2 separate regions of the Sus scrofa genome follow, and region 1 is linked to region 2. The links are chromatin contacts, called in public HiChIP or PLAC-seq maps. All regions are on one chromosome and are shown on one strand. Each heading gives the region's core, a stretch centred on a gene start, on an enhancer-like site or on the middle of the called end of the contact. The rest is flanking DNA. Distances are from core to core; before and after follow the strand shown. Region 1 overlaps ASPH (aspartyl/asparaginyl beta-hydroxylase). Region 2 holds the start of ASPH (aspartyl/asparaginyl beta-hydroxylase).

The links. HiChIP or PLAC-seq counts read pairs in DNA pulled down with a chosen protein or histone mark.
Region 1: a contact with region 2 is called in an H3K27ac HiChIP or PLAC-seq map of alveolar macrophages. The contact joins the enhancer-like site here to the promoter of ASPH in region 2. A contact is called at or near these places in 1 of 5 promoter capture datasets (liver), 15 of 47 Hi-C or Micro-C datasets (adipocytes, blood, embryonic fibroblasts and 6 more) and 2 of 2 datasets of contacts at active chromatin or transcription factors (alveolar macrophages and skeletal muscle).

What each region holds. Positions count from the first base shown.
Region 1 is chr4:71,948,729-71,951,588 of Sscrofa11.1, reverse strand. The region is part of intron 4 of ASPH (aspartyl/asparaginyl beta-hydroxylase); the gene reads right to left. Among named protein-coding and RNA genes, the nearest start is that of ASPH, 47 kb to the right of the region's middle. Within about 2 kb of position 1,553, at least 6 of the 83 cell types and tissues checked have an H3K27ac peak or open chromatin away from gene starts, as enhancers often do. A contact at or near this core is called in alveolar macrophages and retroperitoneal adipose tissue, where this site is marked.
Region 2 is chr4:71,901,472-71,904,732 of Sscrofa11.1, reverse strand. It overlaps ASPH (aspartyl/asparaginyl beta-hydroxylase), which reads right to left and starts at 1,842. Exons shown (of 24, transcript XM_021089332.1): 1 at 1,057-1,842. The coding sequence starts at 1,174. It overlaps LOC102158507 (a long non-coding RNA gene), which reads left to right and starts at 737. Exons shown (of 3, transcript XR_002343299.1): 1 at 737-808; 2 at 2,050-2,311; 3 at 2,993-3,261.

The sequences.
Region 1 (2,860 bases), core at 304-2,803, 47 kb before region 2:
TAGTGTCTCAGCCAACAGATGTTGCTACTTCTATAAATGGTCATACAAATGCTATTTTATACTCATGTACCAGCAAACTCTCCAAATCAGCATTCCAAGTTGCCCATCCATTTCCTGGGTCCACCAGGGCAGGAGATGTGGCGATTCCTGCTCACCTCCTGTAGGGGGCAGCACCACACACAATCTGTCACTACAACTAAGGTCTTGAAGTGCGGGCATAGGTCCAGAAGCCCTTTCACATATATTCCAGTTAAAAACTGTAGAACCCATTCTGGGTGTTTCTCAAAACCACAATCACACTCCACTTCCAGTAAGAGATATTTTTCCTCCTATTCTGTGATACTGTTCGCATCATGATCCATTCCTGAATCCCTTTCCCTTTCTCAGCTCAAGACAATTTGTTTCCATCAAATGAGACAGTCCATTTGAGAATGCCAATTTATTTTGGTTGGGATATCACTATTGCTATTCTCGGAGGAAAAATGGGTATTAGTATGTCTTACCACTGACTACATTAAAAACAGAAACGCAAATTAAATATTCCCTGTGACTACCTACATCTGACCAGGTGTATATAACCACAACCAGTGTGTGCACATGACAACTATTTTTCACAGATCAAGTCCAATTCTTTCCTAAACTCATTCCAAAACAGCATACCATCTTGTAGTACCAAATGCTGTCTTGGACCGCTCCCCAGTAAAGCTTATTTCGGTGAAATATCTAACTTATTCTTGTAATGCCAACTTTTAAGTACATAGGTATTATTATCCAACATGCAGAAGGAATTAGCATAAAGCATTAAAATACACTTTTAGTGATGCTAATGTCCCCTCCTGATTCTGCACATTCCTGACTGGCAGGCCAGGATTTTCCCTTAAAAGCACAATAGTGAGCATCGGGTTATCCCTTTGCTCCCAATCCCACTACAATGATATAGTCAAAAATATTGATATTGATATTGATAAAAAGGCTGAAGTTAACTTTTGTCACAAACAAGCCAATCTTAGACCAACATCAGAGGAATGACACGAGAAAGAAAAAAATAAGTACTTGATTTAAAACTTTTCCAGTTTGGGCATAAATCCCTAAAGTGATACAAATTAACAATGTGCAATGTACTATATAAAATTCCAAAGTATCCATTTAAGCTGCCTTTTCTGAACCTAACGAATACAGTCAATAATTTTTCAATATTTTTGACATGACAAAGCCTACTGGAACAAGTCATCTAAATCACAATGATATTGAGTCTTTGAAGGGAAGAGTAGAAATGTGAAAGATAGCACAGCACTTGGAAAACAGAAGGAGCCCCTAAGTAACAAAGAAGGAGGTAAGAGTCAAGAAAATGCAGGAAATAAATGAATGAATCAATGAATGAAATAGAAAATGCAGGATTCTAAAAGTCAAAGCAGTAGTTGGAAGAAGGAAGGAAGGCAAGCATGAACAAGGCCTTAGGATTTGCACTGGTCCTGTCCCGTAAGTAAGGTTCTTCGTTTTTTGAAGCCAGAAGCAGGAAGTGCAGCCACGGAGCAAAGGTCAGGTTCCGAAAAAAATGACCAATGAGAGAGGAAACAATGATTCAAAAAACTGCTCAGAGTACAGAAATGCCACGCAGGGTAGAGAGACGATAATAGAACCCAGGCCAGAGTTGACTCTCTTGGTAAAGGAGAAAACAAAACCAGTTGTGCAGAGGAGGGAAGATGAGGGAGCGTGGCAAGGTTCTGACCTCCTACGAAAGACTGTAACTGTCACAGAACAGGGAGCACCTCCCAGAGGCTGAATTCAGGTGAGGTCAGACTCGATCTCTTTCTGACCACAGTGTGAAGCCCTGGGGTGGAGAAGAGCTTGGCAGTGATCTCTGATGGGTGACAGCATGTAGAGGGGAAAACAAAACAAAACAAAGAAAAGTTCAAGTTTGGGGGGACATTACAGAAGTAGCAGCCTCCATGTGTGAGGCTTTACTTTCATATACGATCTAATTCTAGACAGACTTAAGTTTTTATCCTTCCCATCTGCGGCAGATGGGATTTGCATGCTCCCTACAACACTGCCCCAAATCAACAAGGGTACCCTGTCTCTCTCCTTTTCTCTTTATTACCATAGCCAAAACCCAAGAGGAAAAAATAAGAGTGATTCCAGCAGATAATAAAATTCATGACAATACAATAATTCCTTAAAAATAATTTCCAAGTACTAAGGAGAAAATTACATCAATTAGCATCTGAAAAGGAGGCATCTTGGGACTCTGTGATCCATCTGGATAAAAGTTGTTTTTATCCACAGAATACATTCCAATCGAAGGCAGTCATCAGAGAAGTATTAGCATGTGGCCACAGGCAAAGAGAATAGTAAAAACAATAACATAAAATCACCCCCATAAAATTTACTTCTTTTTTGCCCTGTATGCTTATTCTGATGGATTAAGGCCCTCAGTGCTAAAGCTCTTGACTGTTTGAGAATTCTTTTTTTTTTTTTTTTTTTTTTTGTCCTTTTCTCCTTTTAGGGCCTCACCTGCAGCATGTGGAGTTTCCTAGGCCAGGGGTACAATTGGAGCTACAGCTGCCCACCTACGCCAGAGCCACAGCAATGCCAGATCCGAGCCACGTCTTCGACCTACAGCACAGCTTACGGCAACGCCAGATCCCCAACCCACCAAGTGAGGCCAGGGATCAAACCCGCAACCTCATGGTTCCTAGTTGGATTCGTTTCCACTGTGCCATGACAGGAACTCCTATTTGAGAATTCTTACACAGAAATTTGCAAAAGCACGTCCTCCCTTAGACCCTGAAGGAGTTGCTTAAAGGCAGTTAATGTTATTTTGGCAACTGCCTCAGAGCCCCTATCCCACACACATTTT
Region 2 (3,261 bases), core at 593-3,092:
TTTATTGAGCATCTGTTAAGGGCCAGACTCACTCAAGGAGTTAGGAATAAGAAGGAACAAGAAAAGGGAGTAAGACGGGAAGGAATACACAAGAAAATAAGTAATTTCCCACAGTGGAAAGTGCTATTTTAAAACGTTCTTTTAAGTATGACTACACTTAGCTGGTTTACTTTCTTGACACATATAAATACATTACTTGCAGACCTCAAGAAACAAAGAGTTGAAATCATTTCCAACAGGAAAGTTTACAGCTCACACTCAATACATATGTGTACTACAGTTTCAACATCCTAAATATGAGTCAAAGGAAGTATATAAGAAACCAAGAACCACTGAAATACGAGATGAAACATTTAAAACATCTGTCCTCTCTCTTTGCTGGGTCTGCACATGGAGGAGAAAGGTGAATATCCAACAGACTTTTTTTAAGAAGGGAGGACAAAAGGAAAAAATAGAAAAGGTCGCCCAGTATTCCATGGTATTCTATGACTCTCTAAAAGCAACTACAACGCACGTTAAGAAAGCGACATAAAGGCAAAAATATTTAAGCCAATGTTTAAGAACATTCAAACCATTCCCTCCCCATCCCCCGACACACCCCTGCAGCCCTCATAGAACATTCTCCTTTGAATTGTCCAGAAAGCTGCTGGTTTGGCACGAACTTATTTTCTCTGACTTTGGCCCATTTCCAAACTCCCAAAAATATGCAGAGCAAAGGCAAATTGTTTCTCCTATTCCCATCATCAATTCCACGACAAGCCAAGAAAGAGGAGATCAATATAATCTCTATCTCGGCTGCGCACTGCAGGTAGGACATCAGCTAGGAAGGGGCTACCCGACCCGACCAACCCGAGGCCGCGCACCCCACTGGGCCTGGCCCCTCGAACCAGCCCGCCAGGCCCACCCAGCGCGGCCTCCGCCCCGCGCCCACACGAGGAACGACACGGAGGATGGAGAAGACGCACGGCAGCATCTGGGGAGATGGATCCGCAGTGCCGCCGCCCGGGCCCCATCCCCAGGGCCGGCCCCGGCCCCCGGCCCCGGAGCGCCTCTGACCTCTCCGGGCCCCGGGGCTGCTGCTGCCGCCGCTGGTGCAGCTGCTCGGGCTGCTGGAGCTGCTGCTGCTGCTGTTGCCGCCGCCGCCTCCCTTGGCATTCTTGCGCGGGGCCATCATGCGCACCGCTGGAGCAGGCGAGGGGTGGGGGGCTCCCTCAGGGCGCGGGGGGCGCTGACGGCTGCTGGCGCTACAGCGGGTGCGGGCCGCGGCTTCTGCAGCGGCGTGGGTGTCTCAGCACCGCCCGCAGCGCCTCTGAGGACTTTCGCCCGCGTGCCTCCTGCGCGCGCCCGGCTCTCGCGCGCGCCGAACCAGTGTCTACCCTCCCCGCGCGAGAGCGCGCCCCGCTCCAGCTTGAGGCCACGCCCCTTCCCGGCTGAACTCCGCCCCCTCGCCACCAGCGGAAGGCAGAGTGACGAGCCAAGCAGCCAATCATAAAGGCTCCTATGACGGGGGCAGAACCGTATAGCGCTTCCCCGCCCCCTGCGGACTTAGAGCTGTTCTAGCGCGACTCGGCAGCCTGTGAGCGCAAGCCGCTTTCGGCTTTCCAGTCTGTCCTGGTCCTTTGGAACGTGGCAAACGTGGAAGGCGAGAGGGCTCTCGCGAGCGTTGGCGGACTCTGTACCATTGGGATGGGGCGGGGCGCAGAGGCGGGGCCGGCAACACGTGTGCAACGTCTGGACGGAGCCCACCGCCTCTAGGCCTTTCAGTGGGAATCCTGTTCACGTCCCACTTCCCTATACGCACGGATACCAAGGGATGCGATCCCCCTTCTTGTGAAAAAAAAAAAAAATGTGTTTCTTGTCAGTATTAATATTAAGACATTTCCGAAATGGTGATGCGAGGAGTATTTAATGCTTAAGCCATACGTAGTTGATTCATTCGATTTTAAAGCAGGACTTCATTTCGTTTGTGCCTTCAATATTTTCAGACAGCCTTAGTTAAGAGGTACAAATGCAAATGTAAAGCAAAAAGTTCATTTTCTTGCCCTGCAGGGCACTCTCTACCTGAAGTCTCTCCACGGGCCTGATGTCTACGTTCCTCTTGCCTTGGTGTCTCCAGCTGTGGTTCCCCCGTGCAGTCTCAGATTGCCTGGGTCTCCAAGTCCCCCTGAATTCCACACGTGGTCTTAAAAACATCTGGGTCCCTGGGATGAGCCAGACGGAGACTTGAGGTCAAAGACTGATCATCATCACCTTTGTGTCACCAATTGCCTGTACAATGCCTGGTGTGTAACAGAGAAGCCAAACATGTTTGGTGAGTTGATAGTTTTCTGGTAACTTCTTACTTCCCCCAGTTCTTGACCATGTTTCAGAGCACCTCCTGGGAGTGTCTCAAAAGGGCTGAGAACCCACACCGTTGCAAAGTGATACCTGCTTTTATTCCTCTTCTCCAGCCCTGCCACCCCCATTGGCAGGTCCCTGGCCCCACCAGCCTCTTCTGATTCACAGAAGCCCACCGAGGGTCACATTGCATAAGGAGGAAACTGCCTTTCTCTCCTTTTTGTGAAATAATGTTAGATAGTTATCAAGACAGAGCAGGGGCAGGGAAGTTCACAGAGTTTTTACTGAAGCAGCTCTTTCCATTTTTATCTTACAGTATCTCATTCTCCCTTCATTTTCTCCCATCCCAGGTCCCCTTACCGTTATTTCAATAGGGGGAGTAGTGGGGGAAGCATAGAAGATCTGGACTAAGAAATTAATCTAAGTAACAAAATTTAATAAAAAACAATAATGAGAACTAAACTGACAAAACAGTAATATTTGAACTCTTGAATTCTGTCAAAACCCTGTGGTTGTGTCCATTTTTTAGGGCTGAGGTAACTCAGGCCCAGAGAGGTTAAATAAAAGTCAGGTCACAGAGCTGGTAAGTAATGGAGCAGGGATATGAACTTGGTCCATCTGGCTCCAGAGTCTATGGTTCAAATTCTCCTTCCAGGACAAGGCTTGGTCTTGAGCAGAGACTGTCTCACCGGCTCCTCCTTCTCTGAGCAGAGGTCCCCCGGAAGCCCCCTTGGTACTACCTGCAAAGGTAAGTCTGAAAACACCTGATGGTGGTTACTTAGCAAGGTTCACCTCTTTAAGGAAATCAAGTTTCTTTGATAGCTGACTCCACAGTGTGATAAAGTGATGTTTTGCCCCTGCATTCCCAAAAAAACCAAATCTGGTAACATTGACAAGGTACATAACTGAGTATCTTAGGCAGTA